Regions from separate parts of the Mus musculus genome. Here region 1 is linked to region 2. A link is a contact called in public Hi-C data. All regions are on one chromosome and are shown on one strand. The core of a region is the stretch at or near the end of the contact, and the rest is flanking DNA. Distances in the headings are between cores, read along the strand shown. Region 1 overlaps Gas7 (growth arrest specific 7). Region 2 holds the start of Myhas (myosin heavy chain gene antisense RNA).

Region 1 (4,012 bases), core at 651-3,150, 430 kb before region 2:
AGAAACTGTCAAGTGGCATTTATAGAGTCTGGAAGAAGGAAGTGTGCTGTTGGCGTCCTATCAGAGAAAGACAAGGTGGATCTGGGGTGATGATGCTGTGGACATATCTGCTGTAAGGTCTGGGATCTGGGAAGCTGTGAGGAGGAGAATGCACCTTCCTGCAGACCTGCATGGGCTGGAGAGATGGCTCAGCGGTTAAGAGCACTGACTGAAACTGGGCGTGGTGGGCCACCACGCCTTTAATCCCAGCACTCGGGAGGCAGAGGCAGGCGGATTTCTGAGTTCGAGGCCAGCCTGGTCTACAGAGTGAGTTCCAGGACAGCCAGGGCTATACAGAGAAACCTTGTCTCAAAAAACAATAAAAACAAAAACAACAACAAAAAAAAAGAGCACTGACTGCTCTTCTTGAGGTCCTGAGTTCAATTTCCAGCAACCACATGGTGGCTCACAACCACCTATAATGGGATCTGATGTACTCTTCTGGTGTGTCTGAAGACAGTGACAGTGCAGTCATACAAATAATAATAAATAAATAATACTTAGAGGTGGGTCTCTTGAGGCCATAACAAAATGCTCGGGTGCTCTGAAGTGGTCTTCTCTCCTTGCTGTTGGCATGTGGTGGCTTTTGCCACATGCTAGGGCAATGTATAGGCACTCTCTAGATACTAGCTCCTTGGTCTTGGACCTCCTAGCCTTCAGAACCATAAACAATTTCTTTTCTTTATAAATTATGCACATAAGGGTCTCCGACTCAAAGCCACACAGATAGGGCAGGCTGGTGAGCCTCAAGGGCATGCCTGTGTATTTCACTAGAGAACACAGCCTGGGACCTCCCATGTAGCAGGCAAATGTTCAACCATTGAGCTCTGTTTCTGGTCCTTAGGCAGCTGTTAGGAGAACTGTGTGGAGACAGCATGGTAAAAAGGAACTCTGACCATCACCTCATGCCATGCATACAGGGTTTCAATGCAGATCCTAGCTTCAACCTGACAGCCAATAAGCCACCCCTCTTGCAGGAGTGAGGTGGTGCTGCCATGGGAGCTGAGTGACACACAGAAGGTTCTGGACATACAGTCTGAAAAGGCCCTGGGAGGGGCCAAGCCTCTTCTTACAGGGCTGTAAGTCGGCTGCCAGCCGAGCACATGGGGTAACTGGCTAAGGCCAGGTATGGCATCTTGAGACTGTTAGCTCAAGGATAGTGGGGGCTGGGCCATTCGCATCCTGGATAGTGACTTCAGTCCTACTAGCAGGGATAGCATGCCCCAGGTGGAGGGGGTGACACTCCTTATTACCAGATGGCCTCAGCCCTATGCCTACTATGTCCTTGCTCCTCAGCATTCTAAGGCACTTCAAATGTACAGAACTACCTCACTTGGCCCTGTAGGTCCAAATGAATATGTGTTCATTAAAAACAAACTTTAATTGTTTAGGGGAAAGCCATTAGAAATCCTCATTCAAAGATGGCATCTAATAAGAAAGAGGCAAATGAGAAGCTGTCTGGTGTATTCTATCTTCATGTATAGTCTGTGGCTCAACAGATCAAAATGCAGGCTCCTGTCAAAACCGCCAGCCAAGAATGACCCACATTTCATCGTTACCCTGCACGTGAGAGGGCAAAAGGCAAAAGGCAGTCCTTGAAGGCTGCTGAATCGCCAGCATGCACGGGCCTTGTGACAGCTGATCTGAATAGGGCATCTAAGTTGCCAGATAGCTCAAGTGTACCCTATCTGTCCTGTGGTCTCTGAGCCCCCACATCCACACAAAGCCTTCAAGGTGCACCGGGCCAAACGTCCAGAGCCGTGTTGCAGATGCAGGATCTAGCGCTGTTATACTTTGTGCCTGCCGGTAAAGGTTTGCCTGGGTGTGTGCACGTGATGCACCTGAGCTTGTGTGGTTGACTGTGCCCATGCATTTGGGTCTGGCATGAGGAGCAGGCTGCTTATCTTAGGAGCATATGCTGTGTGCTGGCGGGACAAAATGTCCCTGGCAGGAGCCCAAGCCAAGGGGGTGGGATCTGGAAGCCCTCCAGAGCCATACTGTGATGCCAAGGACCCAAAGGAAGCTACATTCCCTGGTGGCAGGGCTACTTCCGTGTGCTTCCTGCCTTGTCTCAGGCTCAGAAGGCAGTAGGAGAGGCCAGGAGACAGCTAACCATGTTCAGGTCTGAAGAGGGACACAGGCCCTGCTGGGTTTTCCTGTGGCTGATGGGGAGGAGGTGGCTTGGCTGCAGTCAGCACATGTGAAGCCCTAATCAGAACCATATTCAGATGGCAAAAATCTCTGTCCCAGGATGACTCTAGCCATGAGGCAGATTAGAGCTGATTCGCCATCACACCTCTCTCACAACTACAACCCCTGTGGGCCACTCTTGAAGTTCACCCCAGCAGGATGGGATGACAGAGGGGTCCTCTGAGGACTCTGTTGGTACTGACTTCCCAAGAGCCTTGACTGTTTTTCATTTGAGGTGAAAATCACACGTGATATATCATCCAGTTTAAGGTGAGCAACTTAAAAGTGTTTACAGCATCCACAGTGTAGTTGAGTCCAAACACTTTGTCACCCTGTCATGAATAAAAGTTTGTGATTTACCCCCCTCCCCTTTAGCCTTCTGATTCATATCTTAAAACTCTGACCAAGGATGTGGGGGATGGAGTAGTAGTTAAGATTGGAGGGCAGAGCCCTAATCCAATAGGATTATTGTCCCTGTAGGGCCGCTTCTTTACGCCAGCCCAGACAGAGGGGGAGAGGTGATTTTTAGCCATCCGTCGCCCCAGGGAGAACCCATGTCAGACACCGACCCTACTGGATCATTAACTTTAGACTTCCAGTCTCTAGAACTGAGACAAAATAGAAGCTTTTTTTTTTCCTCTGTTCTTTTTCTAGACAGGGATCTCACTGTGTAGCCCAGGCTGGCCTTTAACTCATGATCTTCCCACCTCTTCCCCCACCCCTGAGAGCTGGGATTACAGACAGATGTGTACCACCAGGCCCAGGCAAATTCCTATAGTTGAAGCTACTCAACCTGTGGTACTTTGTTATAGCAGCTGCAGCAGACATATACACACTCAAAATGAAAAGATGCACCTATTAACTGCCACTCCTCATTTCCCTCTTGACCACCAACTCATGGGCTTTGTCTCTATGGCTTTGCTTATTCTGGACATCTCAGAGGACTGGAATGATATACTCTGTGACCCACTGTGGATGGTTTCTCTTACTCAGCATCGCGTTTTTGAGGTTCCTCCATAGAGTAGAGGGTCTCGGTATTCCTCTCTATGGGTGAATGATACCCCGTTGTGCATCCACGGGTATCCACTGTGAGTATGCTACAGCTTCTGCAGCTGATCACCTCCTGATGGGATTTGGGTGGTTTCTGCCTCGTAGTCTTTGTGACTCTGAGCATGCTTGTTTGAGTCCCTGGTTCTGATTCATTTGAGGATGGACCTAGGAAGGAGTGGGGATGTGTGCTATTTCTGTGATTATCACAAGCTGTTTTCCACAGTGGCTGTCATTTGAGATCATGGAGGGGGAGGTAGGGTTCTGCAGACAGACAGCAGAGAAGGCATCAATCCCTACAGGAGTTCTCCCACTGAATATTCTTGTGAGGCTGGGAGGGTTCAACGTGTCCCTAAGCCCCATCTGGACTGTCACCATCGGAGAGGGAGATGAGGCCTGGCCTGGGGCTCTCCAAAGCACTCTGAGAGGCTGGGTAGGTAATTCTCAGACACGGTTTCCTCCAAGCCCGATACCCAGAAGAAGGGGAACAGAACTGGGTACCCAGAGGCTGCTGTCTAGCAGCAGGGCACAGTGCAGAGGGTCTCTGCTGTGCTCCAGCACCTAGGAGGCCCTGGATCACTCAAAAATATGCACAGTGGGTAAAGCTAGAGTGTGGACACCCAGACTTCAGGCCATGAGTGCTGCTTTGAGCCATAAACAGAAGTACTTGAGGGGAGGGTTGTTGGTTGTGATAGAGTGTTACTATGTAGCTCAGACTAGCCTGAAATTTATAATC
Region 2 (3,840 bases), core at 403-2,902:
GGTGTTGGGCTCTATTCACACAGTGGTATCACCTCCAGTGTCAACAAGCAACATTTATTCCCTTGGAAGCAATAGATTTGCTACTTTTTCTACATTGATATTACCTAATATATTGACTATGAACTTGCTTAAATACATAGCAAGTTTTCTTCATTTATATGTTCTTCATGTACATCTCCTCATGCAGAAGACAGGAGACCCACTGAGCGTTTTGATTGATGGAAGAGTCGTTGGCAACCACTGACTTAGATCTTAGACAACAAGAGCCAGAGGGACATTAGCAGCCGACTTGAATCTGCCCTTCTGATTTTACTGATGAGGAAACTAAGGTTCAGCAAGGTAAAGGGTCATTCAGGGTCACCGAGGTGGTAAAAGGCAGTGACGAGCTATGAGCCCGGCTGTCTAAGTCCACGTCTAGTGTTAATGCTCTTGCAACACACATGTTTGAAGACACGTAAAAGCTAGCTGGCGTGACCCAAGGAGTTGAATTGGTGAAAAGCCTAGGTTGGCACCCAGGAATTTTGACTTCTGGTGCAACGTTGTTTTTTTTTCTACATATATTAAATATACATGAGGGTTGCCTTCTCCCAACAAAATGCAAAAGAGGAATTGCATAAAGTTTTGTTTGATTAAATTAATTGCATAAAGATTTGTTTGGCTTTAAAGGGCAAAGTTTAAAAAAAAGATAAAAAAATAAAATAAAATAAAAGGCAAAGTTTCATGAGAAGCTACTTATGAAGACCAGTTGCTCCTATGCCCAATAATAAGGTAGAAAATAAAACAGTTACTCATTAAAACTTAACAATAGCGAGAGCCCTTTGTTCTCTGGAAGGTAATAATAAATTTCTCTTACCTCTTGTGTTACCAGATGAAGAAGGAGGCAGGCTTGAGTCAGACAAGTACTGTTGAAAGAAAAAAGAGATGCTGGGTATTTCCCCCCATTATATGACAAAGTCCTAGAGCTATATTGTGTGCAATGCCTCTCTCAGGGATGCCGACATTACTTAGAGTTTGGGAAGGAACAGTCATCTCCCTCACATGAGCACCCGCTCCCATCAGGAGTGCACAGCTAGCCAAGTGCTCTGCTACACATACCTACCTTTAAGGGTTTGAGGAAGGACAGGACAGAGGCACCCCAGCTTCACTTTTATAGAGGCTGTTCTGCAAACACAGCAGCCACCTCAGCTGTCCTAGCTGCGGACCTACTTGGCAAAACCATTTTTGGCAATCTCTTTACACAATATTCACTGACTGTGGCTGTGAATGGATATAATTAGAAATATTTCTTGTCATCTATAAATAATTTGACAGGGGATGATCTAGGGTTCTTTATAAGCATCTGATAGGGAATGGAGATCCAGGGTTTTTGGAGGCTGTTTCTCCCGGCTTGGGTGTTGTATCATTCATCACAGAATTCAAAGCCAGGTCCCTACTCACTCTCGTGCCTATAAAGCTGTTTCCACAGGAACGAGCCCGGTGTGGGGCGAGTGGGACTAATTAATCTGCTAGTGCTTAGAGCCATTACGGAGTCTGGAGTGAACTTTAGATCTGACACTGTGACTGGAAGCACCGAGTGACAGATATTAAGATAAAAATTCTTAGGCAAGGGCTGGAGTTTTAGAAAGACTGGTGATAGATTCTTCTAAAGTCTGAAGGTCTAACCATGAGGAAGAAAGTGAATTCTCAGATTAGGCAGTGGAAGGGGTTGGTAGTAAGAGGAGAGGGAGTCAGGACAGAGATGAACTTGTCTGGCCCGTTTCTGGAGGGTTTGTCATAGACGTCTCCCTCGTGCACTGCAGGGGCAACAGACTGCTGTGTGATACCCATGAGTGTTTCTGCTGCATCACGGAAGGAGATACAGACAAGATTTCCTAGGGTACAGGCAAAGGCTCAAGGCTAGCGGTGACGCCAATGAGGTGGGTGCTACACACTTTTACTTAAGGTGGGAGGAAAGGCATGCTGTCCACAAAACTCTCCCCATGGACAGAGAAGGTGGGTGGATCGGCCTCCACGGTGCCCTTGAAAGGCCGAGTTGGATTTGACTAACTTGATACAGGCACAGCTGTTGCTGAATATGACAGGAAATCTACTCTAACTGTCCCTGTGATCTGGCCTGATATTTTCAACCACTGTTCTCCTGACTTAAATTGCTAAATTCAGTAGATGGTTGCTTTATAATTCTATCAGGTGAACTTGTCTTTCACAGGCTGGCAGGTAAAATCTTTTATACTTTTAAATTGTCATTGCATGTAATGCTACACAATAGGTTACCCTCCATGGCAGCCACCCACACTGAGTGAGTGATTTACCCCAAGTGTTAGGCTCAAAGCCGGAAAGAAAAGTGTTCTGACCCTCTAAGATTTTCACAACTCATTTTGTCACCCCTTTTACAAGCTATCACTATTATAGGCGTAATAATTATTTATTTAAAGCATCTAGATCTGAGAGATGAAAGAAGAAAGTTTGAATGAGGCAGAGAGCTCACTTGTGCATTAGTAGCTAAAAGAGACTGACTACGGACCTCATCATCAGACCGTTAATCAGTTACAATCTTGAGAACCCCAGAGACACTACAATGACACAATAGTGCCAACCAGCAGGGACCACAATAATAAACATCAGAAAATACCATGGATCATGGGCAGGAAGAGAAGAGAAGTGACCTTGATAGAGGGCGAACACCATTCCTCTGGGCTTGCTTGTCCAAGGGATGTCTAAATAGAGGACACAGGAAAGGAATCTGAGCTCTCTTGTACTCTCCTGGTACTTTATGACTACATACATGTGGGAAGGCCCGCCTTATTCCAAAGCAGGGTGTATTTTGGATGCGCTATTCAGCAGTCCAATAAACACTTCTTGCTGGCATTCCCCCTATGATCCTCACAGATGAGGAAATACAGGATTCTGAGAGTTTGTATATATTTTCTTATCTATTGCAAACACATCTGGGAAAAATTTAACACCGTTTAAACCTTACATGGTCATAAAAGTTAATTGTGTGTTGTAAGTCATTGTGTTAAGTTATATCACCATGTGTGAGTTGGGATATAGTCTCAATGCTGCACATGTCTTTATAAAATGCACAGAACAATGTCACTAGGGGGCGCTGAGGTACACATTCCTCTCTTAGGGATGCAAGGTTACAGTTGCACACAGACTCCTGAATCTCCCAGAAAGTTAAAGTATTTGTAAAAGATTGTAGGTGCTTAGGGAATGTCCAGTAGACAGGTTTTTCAGGTTTTGATATACATTTTGTAACACAGTTGAAACCTTGACTGAGATATTCATAGCCTGGTTTTTGTGGTGTCCAGCCATGACAGCACATCAATAAAACATCTTAAAACTCAGCAAGTCCAATTGGTATTTGTTTTCTATTAAATTACCCTGAGACTCCCACAACATCACTACTGGGAAAAGTTACGGATTCATTTCTATGCCAGCCATTAATTGTGGTCTACAAACTTTCTCCAGTGGTGTCCTGCCTTCACTTTCAGTCTTCTTCCCCTTTCCTTGGTCCGCCATATCAGGTGTATTCTCCTTCCACATTTTCTATTCTGAGTTGTAAGCTCATAGGTGGACATATATCTTCTTCCTACACACTTTGTTTTGATGAACGCTTCCCCAACTTTCTTTTTCCCCCGTCCCCCTAACTCAGCTTCATGTATTGCTACAACATCCTCTTGCACATACTTACCCACCAGAAGTTGACATTTCCAAAACCAGGAAGCTATAAATAAGCTAAAACCAAGATACAACACACAGAACTATGGAAAATATATGAACCTAAAAGTCAGAACTATGTCAAGACTTGTGTTCTTATGTTGCTGAATATAAATGGGA

What was found. Hi-C and Micro-C count contacts between places; a contact is called where the count stands out from the background.
Region 1: a contact with region 2 is called in a Hi-C map of cerebral cortex, with 2.4 times the contacts expected there. The contact joins the enhancer-like site here to the promoter of Myhas in region 2. A contact is called at or near these places in 4 of 39 promoter capture datasets (the 3T3-L1 cell line, hippocampal neurons and liver) and 4 of 484 Hi-C or Micro-C datasets (adipose-derived mesenchymal stem cells, cerebral cortex and myocytes).

What each region holds. Positions count from the first base shown.
Region 1 is chr11:67,665,804-67,669,815 of GRCm38.p6, reverse strand. All of the region lies in intron 8 of Gas7 (growth arrest specific 7), which reads right to left. It also overlaps a transcript of Glp2r not described here. Among named protein-coding and RNA genes, the nearest start is that of Rcvrn, 28 kb to the left of the region's middle. Within about 2 kb of position 1,900, at least 39 of the 459 cell types and tissues checked have an H3K27ac peak or open chromatin away from gene starts, as enhancers often do. A contact at or near this core is called in cerebral cortex and hippocampal neurons, where this site is marked.
Region 2 is chr11:67,235,093-67,238,932 of GRCm38.p6, reverse strand. It overlaps Myhas (myosin heavy chain gene antisense RNA), which reads left to right and starts at 1,652. Exons shown (of 2, transcript NR_146138.1): 1 at 1,652-1,916. It overlaps Myh4 (myosin, heavy polypeptide 4, skeletal muscle), which reads right to left and starts at 1,121. Exons shown (of 40, transcript NM_010855.3): 1 at 1,100-1,121; 2 at 854-902.